2 separate regions of the Hordeum vulgare genome follow, and region 2 is linked to region 1. The links are chromatin contacts, called in public Hi-C maps. All regions are on one chromosome and are shown on one strand. Each heading gives the region's core, a stretch centred on a gene start, on an enhancer-like site or on the middle of the called end of the contact. The rest is flanking DNA. Distances are from core to core; before and after follow the strand shown. Region 1 has its middle 37 kb from the start of LOC123449969. Region 2 has its middle 9.8 kb from the start of LOC123447506.

Region 1 (6,216 bases), core at 979-3,478:
GGTTAGCTCGCGACGGCGATGAATCAAAGAGGCGAGGGGGGGCTTTTATGCGTTAGGCATGGTAATGGGCCAGTCGACTTTTTTCGTTCGTTCATTCACTCAGTTTCCTTTTTTTCATTTTCTCCTTTATGTTATATTTTTCATAAAATTATAAAATCCATATATTCCACGAAATTACTTAAGTTTTGAAAACAATGACTGCGCGGTATTAAAAAATTGTTGGTGCAGGCTTTTTTTAAAAGTTGATATCATTTGTAAAAATGTTTCAACACGTATCTCAAAAAGAAATTTAAAAAATTGATTTTAAAAAGAATGTTCATATATTTAAACAAAATGTTAAATGTATATAAAATAAATACTTCAGATGTATTAAAAAACAACCTGTATAAAAAATAGTAGACATCAAAATTTGTATTTGAAAAAAAATGTAAACCTTTGTTTTTAAAAATGATAGTCATGCATTTCAAAATAGTTAAATGTGTACTAAAATGTTCTTGATACATAATAAAAATATAGAGATAAAAAATATATTATTGAAATATTGACTTATAATCATGTATTTTAAAAATGTTAAACATATATAAAAACAATGATTCATTTGTTTATGAAAAATCTAAAACGTGTAGGAAAAAATAGATATCAGGACATATAATATTTAATAAAAGGTTAATCATGTATTTCAAAAATGTTAAATGTGCATAAATACATGTTTTGATGTATACACAAATGTAGTGAAGAAAAATAGTAAGAAAAAATTGAACACAATTAAAACCAAACAAAAACAAGAAAGAAACAAAATAAACGAAAATAAATTAAGATTAAATAAGAAAAGTAACGAAAATCTACAAAAACCAAGCAAGTAACAAAAAACAAAAAAATAAAGAAAACTAATTGAAGCAGCGACCGAGCGATGCGAAATTAGCCACTTACACAGAGCGAGGGAACAAACACACAAAAACAGGCCGACAGAAATACCGTACATTTTAGGCAAGAACAAACACACGAGAAGTGTATCTCTTTAAGCGAGATGGAAATATCTCGGACATCCTATTTTGGTTGCTTCTTTTTTCTATCGATGGCTTATCGTCGCCCGATCATGTGCTTTTTTTTGTTGGTCTGGTTTTCTCCTGATTTTTCATTTGTTTTCTTTTTCTATTTTTCTTCATGTTCTTTTTTGTTTTTCTGTTTTTTTATCTTCCCACCAGATTTCTCTGTCATTTCTTGGTTTTTATTGCGCATTTTTCTTTCACACTTTTTTCCTTCGTTTCACTTAAATTTTATTTGTTTATTAATTCAGTTTTACTGGTTTTCTGTCTGTCTGCTTTTTTTCCCTGCATTTTCGCTAGGGTTTTTCTTATTTTTCTTCCATTTTCTTTGTCTCTTTATTAGTTTCCACGATTTCCATTCTTTTACGATTGTTTCAATTGTACTAGTCTTTTTCTTTCTGTTTCCTTATAGAGCATGCATCTTTTTTTTATGGATTTTTAACATTCATTTCAAACATGAAATATTTCCATGTACCTCTGAAACAAATTTTATGTACAGGTTGAATTGTTTTCTAAAAAAACATAATTTATTTCTTTTCCAAAAATATATGTTTATATCAACATTTTTATAACAGTGATGCATTTTTTATACATCAGGAACATTTGAATATACAAGTTTACCATTTTCTAAATACATTATTCATAAATATGGAAAATAATATATTTTTCATATCAATTTTTAATACAAATTTGTATTTTATATATCAGGAACATTTTGGAAATACAGGTTTGCCATTTTTTAAAATCTTATTAACATTTTTCAAACATATTTGTTATGTCTACTTTTTCCAAACAAACTGTGCATATTTTTTGCATATATCTGTACACTTTTGACATACACGTTTCACATTTCAATGTACATGATTAACATTTTTTTCACATATTTGATTTGCTGTGTCTTATTTAAAACACACTGCACCAATTGTGTATACATTGGGATAAAATCTATCCATGTTTAACATTTTTTAAAAGCACGATTAACATTTTTCGCTTTTGAGTATAAACTATTTTTTATAATATATTCACTTGGAATATTTCAAAATATGAGAAAAAGCAAAACGAATGCAAAAACGAGAACACAAATGGCAAAAAAAAGAAACGCTGAAGAAATATGGTCCACCCTCGCTTATAGCGAGACGGGAGCACCTATACCACATTAAAACGGAAAATCATATTCGGCGCTCCCTGCGGCAAATTCTCCAGCCAACTTCCAGCTTTGCACATGGGCCAGCAAAGTTCCTGCTATGCACAATGCGCTGAATTTTTTAAGTGCTGATTTGTTTTCTGTTTATTCCGTTTTTCACTTGGTTTTTTCTTTTCTTTTACTGCTCCTTTTTTCTTTTCATTTTAATTTCTACTTTTTTTATTTTTCAAATTTGATTCAGAAATTTCGAAAATCTTTGCATTATTCAAAATTTTGTTTGAAATTTTAAAAAATGAACTATTTTCTACTTGATCAGAAATATAAAAAATCCAAAATTCAAAAAAACGTTTGTGTTACAGAAATTGTTTGTGTTTACGAATTTTGTTCGTGAGTTTACAAAAATGTTCAATAATTTCAAAAAATGTTATGGATTTCATTTCCTTGGTTCGGAATTTTATGAAATGCTCCATTTTTCATGACTTCACATTTTCTTCAAAAATGCAAAAACTATTCGCGTATCAGAAAATGTTCGAGAAATTATAAAATGTTCGAATTTCCGAATTATCGTTCGGGAGTTTCAAAAAATGTTTACATTTCCGAAAAATGTTCGCATTTTCTAATTTTGTTCGGGAGTTTCAAAAAATGTTAGCATTTCCGATAAAAAGTTCATGTTTTCAAACATTGTAGATGTTTTCACATTTTGTTCGGGAGTTTTGAAAAATGTCACGTTTACAAACATGTTTCATGTTTTGGAAATTCGTTCGGAAGTTTGAAAATGTTCCGAATTTTAAAATATGTTCACAAATTTACAGGAATTGAAAAACATGTTTATGTATTACAAATTTATAAAATGTTCATACTAAAAGAACTTCTGCAATTTGCAAAAGATATTTGTGGTTTGAAAGTTTGGTCTGAAACTCAAAAAACTATTCGCGTTTGAAATAGTACTCCAGAATTTCAAAATATGTTCGCGGTTTTAAATTTCTGTTATATGTTCCATGAAGTTCCATTTAGAAATTCAGAAAATGTCCGCGGTTTCATATTTTCATAATTTCATGAAATATTCCATTTTCAAATATTTGTTTGGAAATTGGAAAAATGTTTGCGGTTTAAATTTTTTTATCAGAATTATATAATTTATTTGAAAATATTTTAAAACGCGAACATTTTTTCACGGTTTCAAAAATTGTTCATGTTTACAAAACATGTTCTGGAATTATGAGAAATGTTCACGTGTTCAAAACAAATTCTGGAATTTTGAAAATTGGTAAGACTTTCAGAAATATACATGTTTTATAAAATGTATTAGAAATTAGAAAAATGTTTGATTTTCAAATATTGTTCAGAATGTCAAAATATGATGCATTTTCCAAAAAAATTTACACATTCTAAAAATGTTCGCAAATTTAAAATGTCTACATAAGTTTAGAAGATGGAGTTAATTTTGGAAAATTGTTCCCGTTCTTTACAATTTATTCGTAACTTCAATAAAGTGTTCGAAATTTGAATCACTGTTTGCAATATTTGAAGTAATGTTCAGTTTGTGCAGCTAAAATTAGTTCTTTAGAGTTTGCTCTACCTCTTATATGTAAGCAATGCATGATAGTTGGACTGGTCAGTCAGGTACATGCACTAGTAGTTGATTTGAGTTCAAATCCTAGATCGGCATCAGCTATTTTTGCCCATTTTCATCCGATAGCTTGGTTCAGCCCAGTCAGCTACGCCTTGTGCGGCGACTAGGACTTCCCCATGATAACAGAACTAGCGCACATATGCACACAAGATTTTCATCCGATAGCTTGGTTCAGCCCAGTCAGCTACGCCTTGTGCGGCGACTAGGACTTCCCCATGATAACAGAACTAGCGCACATATGCACACAAGATTTTCATCCGATAGCTTGGTTCAGCCCAGTCAGCTACGCCTTGTGCGGCGACTAGGACTTCCCCATGATAACAGAACTAGCGCACATATGCACACAAGATTTTCATCCGATAGCTTGGTTCAGCCCAGTCAGCTACGCCTTGTGCGGCGACTAGGACTTCCCCATGATAACAGAACTAGCGCACATATGCACACAAGATTTTCATCCGATAGCTTGGTTCAGCCCAGTCAGCTACGCCTTGTGCGGCGACTAGGACTTCCCCATGATAACAGAACTAGCGCACACATGCACACAAGATCGACCGCAGTCCAAACAATGTGAGATCACTCGTCCTGCCCTGACGCCTCACTTGTTTGACCCCCTAAAAAGACTCGCTCGTTCAGTCTTATCGGTTGACAGAAAAAGCCTAACTTGTGAACCGTTTGACCATTGAATTTTGAAAAAGAATGGGAAAAGGTACACAAGAATAGGAAAAATATCAGGAATATGATAAAACTTCACAAATTCAAAAACAAAATCATGAATTTCAAGAAACAAAATCAGGAATTTGAAAAAAATCATCAAATTTGAAAAAGAATTCACCGATTTTGAAAAAAACATGAATTTTCGAAAATATCATCTATTTTGACAAAGTCACAACTTTGAAAAGAAATCTTCAATTTTTCAAAACAATTATTAAATTTGATAAACATCACATGAATTGAAAAAAGTTCATCAATTTTGATAAAAAAAAAATCATTGATTTCGGAATAAGTACAGAAACTTTACGAAATTACATAAACTTTGATGAAAGTTATTTGATTTTGAAAAAACTTACGTGCATTCAAAAAACTAAATAAAAATATAAAATTATAAGAAAATAAAACTAATTAGAAAAATACATGAAATATCAAACAATACTGATTGTTGGGAAGCTTCTGAAAACGGGGACCAGCTACTCCCGGGCCGGTCCATCGCGAACGTCTTCAGGCGCCGCGTACCAAATATGCATTAAGCGGCATCGAAGGCGCCGAATAGTACTCCCTCTGTCCCAAAATAACTGTCTCAACTTTGTACTAGCTCTAGTACAAAGTTGTACTAAGCTTAAGACACTTATTTTTGGACGGAGGGAGTATTCGATAATCAAGACATAGTCACGCGTCGGGCAATGTATAGCTCTTCCAGGGTCGGCCGACGATGGCAGCGGCGTAAGGAGAGTAAGAGTGCCTTTTCCGTGTTGGGCTAGGCTTGCTCGCACTAGATTTGATTGGGACGGCCTCCTGTCTTCTACCGAGTCTTTTTTGCTTCCTCTTTTACCCCCTCCTATTTCACTCTCAGTGAGTGCACCAAACTAACAAATGAAATGCACATTGTCGGCCATTGCAAAAATAAGCTATTCGCGGTTTTTTTCATAAAAATATGTATTTTTAACGGGTTCAAGAAATTGTAGCCAAAACTTAGTTAAAAACAAAAAAAGTATGTTGCCATGTATAAAACAAAACATTTATAAATGCAATTTATGTATAAGTAATATGAAATTAAATTTTGTTTATATATTTGAAACACATTGAGTGTACAAGAAATTATATTCATTTATTAGAAAATGATTGCGTATTTGTTTAAGGAAGTTTATTTATTTTTTAAATATTATTCCTAGACGTAAGAATATATGTTCGTATATTAACGATAATTATAGAGCCTAAACAAGTAGATAAATAGAAAAACGTAGTAGCGCAAAAGGCAAAAACAATGTTGGTAACCCCAAAGGAATAGATGAAAGGAAAAGGTAAAAAACGAAACTAGGAAAGACAATAGGTGTCGCAAGACGCGCACGAGGGGTAGGATTGCCTAGCTATTGTTATGGACTGCACAGTATGTGAGATGAATCGCCGAGGATGGGTGCACCTTGGCCGAACGCATCTAAGGTTTGAGAAAAGTGCATTTTTAAGGAAATCGTTAACTGGTAGCTGCTCGGTTGATTGGCGAATAAGAAATTAATAGAATAATCAGCAAGCTAATCAGGCATTTAATCAATTAAATCAGTCGATTTATCAGTTAATCATCCACTGGTTGACCCTATGAATAGGGATTAATCGGCAAGTTAAATGGTTAATATGACGAACTCTTGAACAGGAAAAAAGTGTAATAAAATACAAAAAACTAA
Region 2 (6,216 bases), core at 1,450-3,949, 100 kb before region 1:
ACTTCAAGAAATGGGCTTGAAATCATTAGTGTGACTTTCAAATTGTTAAGTTTGACACATTGTAGATACGCCCCAAAAGAAAATTCGGGGTCCGTCTCTCAGAACTAGAGAGCATAATTGATAAAAATCAGTAGATACTCATGTTTCTAGTACCTTATGTCATAACTTAATAAAATGTATGGGAGGGCACAATATTAAGCAATCATCATATCAATATGATAGAATGTAGGCTTAATCGTAGTGGCGATAATCTGCTATGCAGTAAATCAACTCACTACTGTGTGGTCCCAAAACATCAATTTGAAAGAAAAATATTTTGAAATTTTGCATATCAACTCGTGCTCGTATTAAGCCAAAAGCTCAATTAAGATGAGGGGTTGATTTTTATTTGCAAGAAATTTAAAATCTCAATTACAAATAATACGGGTAATAAATCTCAACATGTAGCAAACATGGAAATATATATTACATCACATATATGCTGGAATACAAAGTACTCTACAGAAATTAAAACATGAATTAAGCAGGATCTAAAACAGGGATTAGTCTACTGCTAGATCTACCGTTGATGCTACTGGAATTAACCTAAAACAGATATCAAATAGTATTAGTATACTACTGCTAGACCACGTGTGCTCTGCTAGATCTTTCCAACAGCGCAGTACACAGGCATCTATTTAGTCACCGAGAGGATAAGGCAGCGCTCAGCTAGTATTCAGTCACCAGAGCAAGAACGGCAAGTGCGCCAGGGAGTGCACCGCAGCTTTCACCGGTGACGGGCGAGTATGCCTCCACCGCGCACGTCCTCCTCTTCGTCGGAAGACCCGCCCGGGTGCAGATAGCCAGGCGAGGCACCGTTCGCGAGCCCCAGGGCAGCCGGGCTCCAGGAGCCAGTGCGCGGGGCGCGGCTGCTCGACGGAGAGCCCGCCGTCGCGAGGCCGAAGGGCATCAGCCGGCGGCGCGTCGGAGGGGTCGTCGGCGTCAGGGACGGCAGGCGCGGGCGCGGGGGCGAAGCCGGCGCTGTAGACTGCAGGCGCAGGCGTGGGTGCGCAGCCGGCGCCGCGGGCGCGATGGCGTCGACGGCCGCCGCGCAGGAAAAACTGCGGGCAGCGGAGCCAAAGCCGGAGGCGCAGGCGCCGGTCGGCGTGGGCACGGGCGCGGAGGCGGAGGCGCCGGTCGGCGTGGGCACGAGCGCGGAGGCGGAGGCGCCGGTCGGCGTGGGCACGGGCGCGGAGGCGGAGGCGCCGGTCGGCGCGAGCACGAGCGCGGAGGCGGAGGCGCCGGTCGGCGCGGGGGCGGAGGCGCCGAACATGAAGGTGGAGGCGCCGGTCGGGAAGGTGGAGGCTGAGACTCCGGCCGGCGCGGGCGCAGAGGCGGAGGAACCGCTCCCCATCTCGACAACCGCAGGGGTGGGAGACGGGAGGCGTGGCCCAGCGGCGCTGGTAGAGCCGACCTCGAAGATGGTGACGGGGGCCTGCTCGACGGAGTCCACGGCGGCGACGGCTTCGTACCGTGGAGTGGGCAAACTACCCATCCATGGGCAGAGCACCAAAAGCCCGGCGGCGGCGCTCCCTGTGCCGCGTCGGCCCCGAGCATCGGCGGGGCAGGGCCAGCGAGGAGCCAGCCGAGGGCATCCACTGCGAGCGGGGCGCGGGGCTCGGCGCCAACTGCCGGATTCGCACCGCTCAGGGAGCGAGTGCCCAGGCCGTGACGGATCGCTCGGTAGCCACCGGCGCCGTGGCGGCGGCCGATGTAGCGACCCGCTCCATGGCGTCGACCGTCGAAACGGCGGCGCTCTCCGAACCTGCGGTGGAGAGCAGCAAGGCGGCGACGACGGACGTCGTTCTGCAGCAGGCGACGAAGGTTCGTCGGCATTGAACGAGGCATCCAACCTTTTCTTCCTGTTGATCTCTTCTCGTCGAAGGCACTCTGGAAGAAGCAGTGCTGATAACGTGTTGTGATTGAAATGAGAGAGAGGTGTAAATGAAAACAACTGTCAACTTTATTCTTGATGATGAACTTTATATGTCAGGAAAAGACGGTTCCCGCATACGTCGGTTCCCGCATCGTGCGTGCGGTTACAAGTAGGGATTAACTTAATTAATTACATAATTAATCAATTTTTTAAAGCATGAACATTTTTTAAATCTTGAGAACAAATTTTGAAACCAGGAACAATTTTGAAAAATATTGAACAAATTTGGAAGCCCGATCAATTTTTAAGGCATGAACATGTTTTGAATCTTTACAAGAAACTTTTGAAACGAAGAACAATTATTTAAAAAAACCATTTTTTTAAAGTGCTAACACTCCTTTAAAGCATGAACATTGTTTGAATCTTGAAAGGAAATTTTGAAACAGAGAAAAAAATTGAATCTGAATCAAAAAAATTAAAACTGAGAACAATTTTTGGAAAATAGAAAATATTTTTTAAATTGAGAACATTTTTTTAAATCCAGAACATTTTTTGAAAGTGAAACAGAAAAGTAAAAAAAAAACATTCTATAAGTTTTCCGAAAATGAGACGCTGCAACCTGTTGAATGGGCTAGGCCATTTAAAATCGCTACCTTCCCCGTCCTATGCGAAGTCCCGATACCTCCTCTCGCACAGAGCGGCGAATAAGATAATCCCCTCACCTATCTTTAAAAAAATGAGACGTCCTCCCCTATGGCTTAAGCACCCAGCTCGTGGGCCAGCCAACGCAAAGGAAGTGAAAGCTCATTGGGACGTGTCGGTTCCCGTTTACATGGTCGTGGTTGACAGGTAACTGTTGACCCATTGACTGTTTACCACTGAATTTCCGGATAAAATATGCGTTTTCTAAATAACAGGAATTTCAAAAATAATATGGTTTAAATATAACTTCACAAACTCGAAAATTTTACAAGTTCAAAAAAAGTTCCTGGATTTCAAAAAAGTTTAAAGGTTCAAAAAGAGTTCAAGGGATTCAGAAAAAGTTCATGGACTTGGAAAATATCACTAACTCGAACAAGTTCATGAATTTAAAGAAAAAACCATTAATTTTCACAAAAAAAACATTACTTATAAAGCTCTTGGGTTCCGGGAAAAAGCACAGATTTAGAAGTAATTTCATCGATTTTGAAAAACAAGTTCACGACTTCAAACAAAGTTTGACAATTGTGAATAAATTTGGAAAAGGTTAGTGCATTCGAATACATTCATTTGTTTCAAAAGAGTTCGCAGATTCAAAAAGAGTATTAAAAAAGGATCCTAAATTTGAGGGAAAAAATAAATTTGAAAACAAATCACACATTTGTAAAAATTTCACACATTTAAAATATTCAGAAAAAGGCAAGAAAATGAAAAAAAAAGGTTGAATAAAGACCGTCGAGAAGCCCAAAAAAAGAAAAACGAAATATCTGTGCAGAAGCCTCTAGAAGCTTCCAAAACATGTGGGGGGAGCTTCACAAAAGATCTGGGCCGACATATAATTGATCGAGGGGGCGAGGATTAATAAATCACAATAAGTACCGCCTCAAGCGCCAAATAGGAGTGGCGAGATAGAGTCACCCATTTGACGCCCTGAAGAGTCTAAAAATGAAACATAGCCCCCCTCTAAGTCATATTGGTCTTTTTTCTTGATAAGGGGTGTTTTATTACTTAAAAGGCTTAAGCATTACATCCGGCCTCTGCATAACTGGAATGCACACAGCCAAACAAAGTTCACTTGCATAAAAAAAGGTGAAATACAAAGAAACATGTAGAGTCTGTATAACGCCTAAGCCATAGGAGGGCCAATCCTAAGATCATGCTGCCACCCATGTTGGGTAAAAGTATCCCTCGCCGTAGCTTCCAATCGTGTACACACCTCCATAAATAGGTCTCGATTCTCCATACGTTGTAGAGACGACCATAAACTAAGCGTCCGAGTATATCTGTAGATAACCTGCATAAGAGAAGTACTCTTACCATTAAAAACCTTATCATTTCTACATAGCCAAAGCGACCAAAAAACGGCAAGCGCTCCCACCCTGAGAAGAGTTCTAAACCTGTGTTCAGTCCCATGTAACGAGTTGCCAAATATATTAGCAACACTACAAGGAGGATACAAGCGAGAAACTATTTGGATGACTGACCATATAGAACGAGCGAATTTGTATTGGAAGAACAAATGTTTTATTGTCTCATCGTGTTGACAAAAACACATTGCATAGTTCCATGTCAATTTCTCTTAATAAGGTTATCTTTAGTAAGAATGACTCCGCGACGAAGATACCATGCAAAGATTTTATTCTTAAGAGGTATCTTCATGTTCCAAATCTTCTTGTTATTATCAACTGGCATATCAGATTGGAGCAAAGCTCTGTACATGAACTCCACCGAGAATTGTCCATTTCCATGTAGATTCCAACGAAACACATGGGACCCTTGGTCTTTGGACAATGGACAACCGCTGAAGCAGAGTGTTTCATGATTGTAGTCTGGGTCCAATTAAATTTCTTCTGAACGACACATTTGGTGGAAATGATTCCAAAACCGTGGCGATGGTATCTCCCTTGTGACGCACAATATTGCACAGAGCTGGATATTGTTCTCGGAGTGAAGCATTACCTAGCCACTTATCCTCCCAGAATCTAATTTCCAAGCCGTCCTTAATCGAGAAGGTTCCATAGCGGAAGAAATATTTCTTCGTAGCCATTAAGCTTGCCCAAAAATGAGAGTCCCCAGGCTTCCAGTATACCTGGGATATTGCCTTTAAACCCACATATTTTCTCTTTAGTAGGGTTTTCCATACACCGTCATCTGTCAATAACTTAAACAGCCATTTGCCAAGTAGGGCCCTATTTTTGACCTCAAGGTCATGAATGCCCAACCCGCCTTGGTCTTTGGGACGGCAAACCACACTCCATTTAGACAGTCGATATTTCTTTCTCTCGCTATCTCCTTGCCAAAAGAATCTTGATCGGAAGTAATCCAATCTATGTAATACTACTTTCGGCAGCTGAAAGAAGGAAATCATATATAGTACCATATTGCTTAGTACCGAGTATATGAGGACCAATCTTCCGCCTAGAGATAGCAGTTTACCTTTCCAACTGCTTAGTCTTTTTTGCAGTCTCTCCTCGACGTGTTTCCGTTCAGCACTTGTGAGTCTCCGATAGTGTATCGGTATCCCCAAATATGTGATCGGAAACTGTCCCAACCCGCATCCGAACAGGTCAGCATACAGATGGGCCTCGTCTTGAGCCTCGCCAAAACAAAACAATTCACTTTTATGGAAGTTGATCTTAAGACCTGAGAGTTGCTTGAATGCTGATAAAATTAATTTCAAATTCCTCGCTTTCTCTAGGTCATGATCTATGAAGAGAATCGTATCGTCAGCATATTGAAGTATAGAGAGGCCACCATCCACAAGATGATTCACTACCCCATCAATTTGGCCATCAACTTTGGCACCCTCAATCATGACAGCTAACATATCCGCCACTATATTGAATAGCATGGGCGATATTGAGTCACCCTGTCTCAATCCTTTTTTCATTTGGAAATAGGGGCCCACATCATCATTGACTTTAATGGCCACGCTACCTTCAGAAACGAAACTATGGATCATAGCTCGCCACTCTCAGAAAAACCATTCATTCTGAGAGCCTGCTGAAGGAAGGTCCATTTGACTTTGTCATAAGCTTTTTCAAAGTCGATTTTGAGTAGCACCCCATTCAAATTTTGCCGATGCAGTTCGTGGACTGTTTCATGAAGGATAACAACTCCATCTAGGATGTTTCTTCCTTGCATAAAAGCGGTCTGTGAAGGCCGAACCACATGTTCAGCAACCGAATTTAGCCTAATCGTCGCAACCTTCGTGAATATTTTAAAGCTAACATTAAGGAGGCAGATAGGTCTATACTGTTGTATCCTTTCTGCCTCATTAACCTTAGGTAATAAAATAATCTCACCGAAGTTTAAGAGAAACAATTCTAGCTGGCCAACATGGAGGTAGCCAAACAAAAGCAAGAAGTCCGATTTGATGACTTCCGAGAAGTTCTGATAGAACTGTGCAGGAAAACCATCCGGACCAGGGGCTTTGTTGTGCTCCATTAGGAAAACCTCCTTTCTAACTTCCTCCTCAGAATATGGAGCTGTTAGAAGGCTATTTTCCTCATCAGAGACTTGGGGGATGTCTTCTGTTCGGGACTCATTCATCGAGAAGTTTCCTTCCTTTGGGGCTCCAAACATGTTTTTATAGTAATTAG

The links. A called contact is a pair of places that touch in the nucleus more often than the background predicts.
Region 2: a Hi-C map of leaf shows a contact between it and region 1, with 4 times the contacts expected there. The contact joins two enhancer-like sites. A contact is called at or near these places in 3 of 6 Hi-C or Micro-C datasets (leaf and seedling).

Annotation. Positions count from the first base shown.
Region 1 is chr4H:602,154,668-602,160,883 of MorexV3_pseudomolecules_assembly, reverse strand. No RefSeq gene overlaps it. Among protein-coding and RNA genes, the nearest start is that of LOC123449969, 37 kb to the right of the region's middle. Within about 2 kb of position 2,228, at least 2 of the 3 cell types and tissues checked have open chromatin away from gene starts, as enhancers often do. A contact at or near this core is called in leaf, where this site is marked.
Region 2 is chr4H:602,256,849-602,263,064 of MorexV3_pseudomolecules_assembly, reverse strand. No RefSeq gene overlaps it. Among protein-coding and RNA genes, the nearest start is that of LOC123447506, 9.8 kb to the right of the region's middle. Within about 2 kb of position 2,699, at least 3 of the 3 cell types and tissues checked have open chromatin away from gene starts, as enhancers often do. A contact at or near this core is called in leaf, where this site is marked.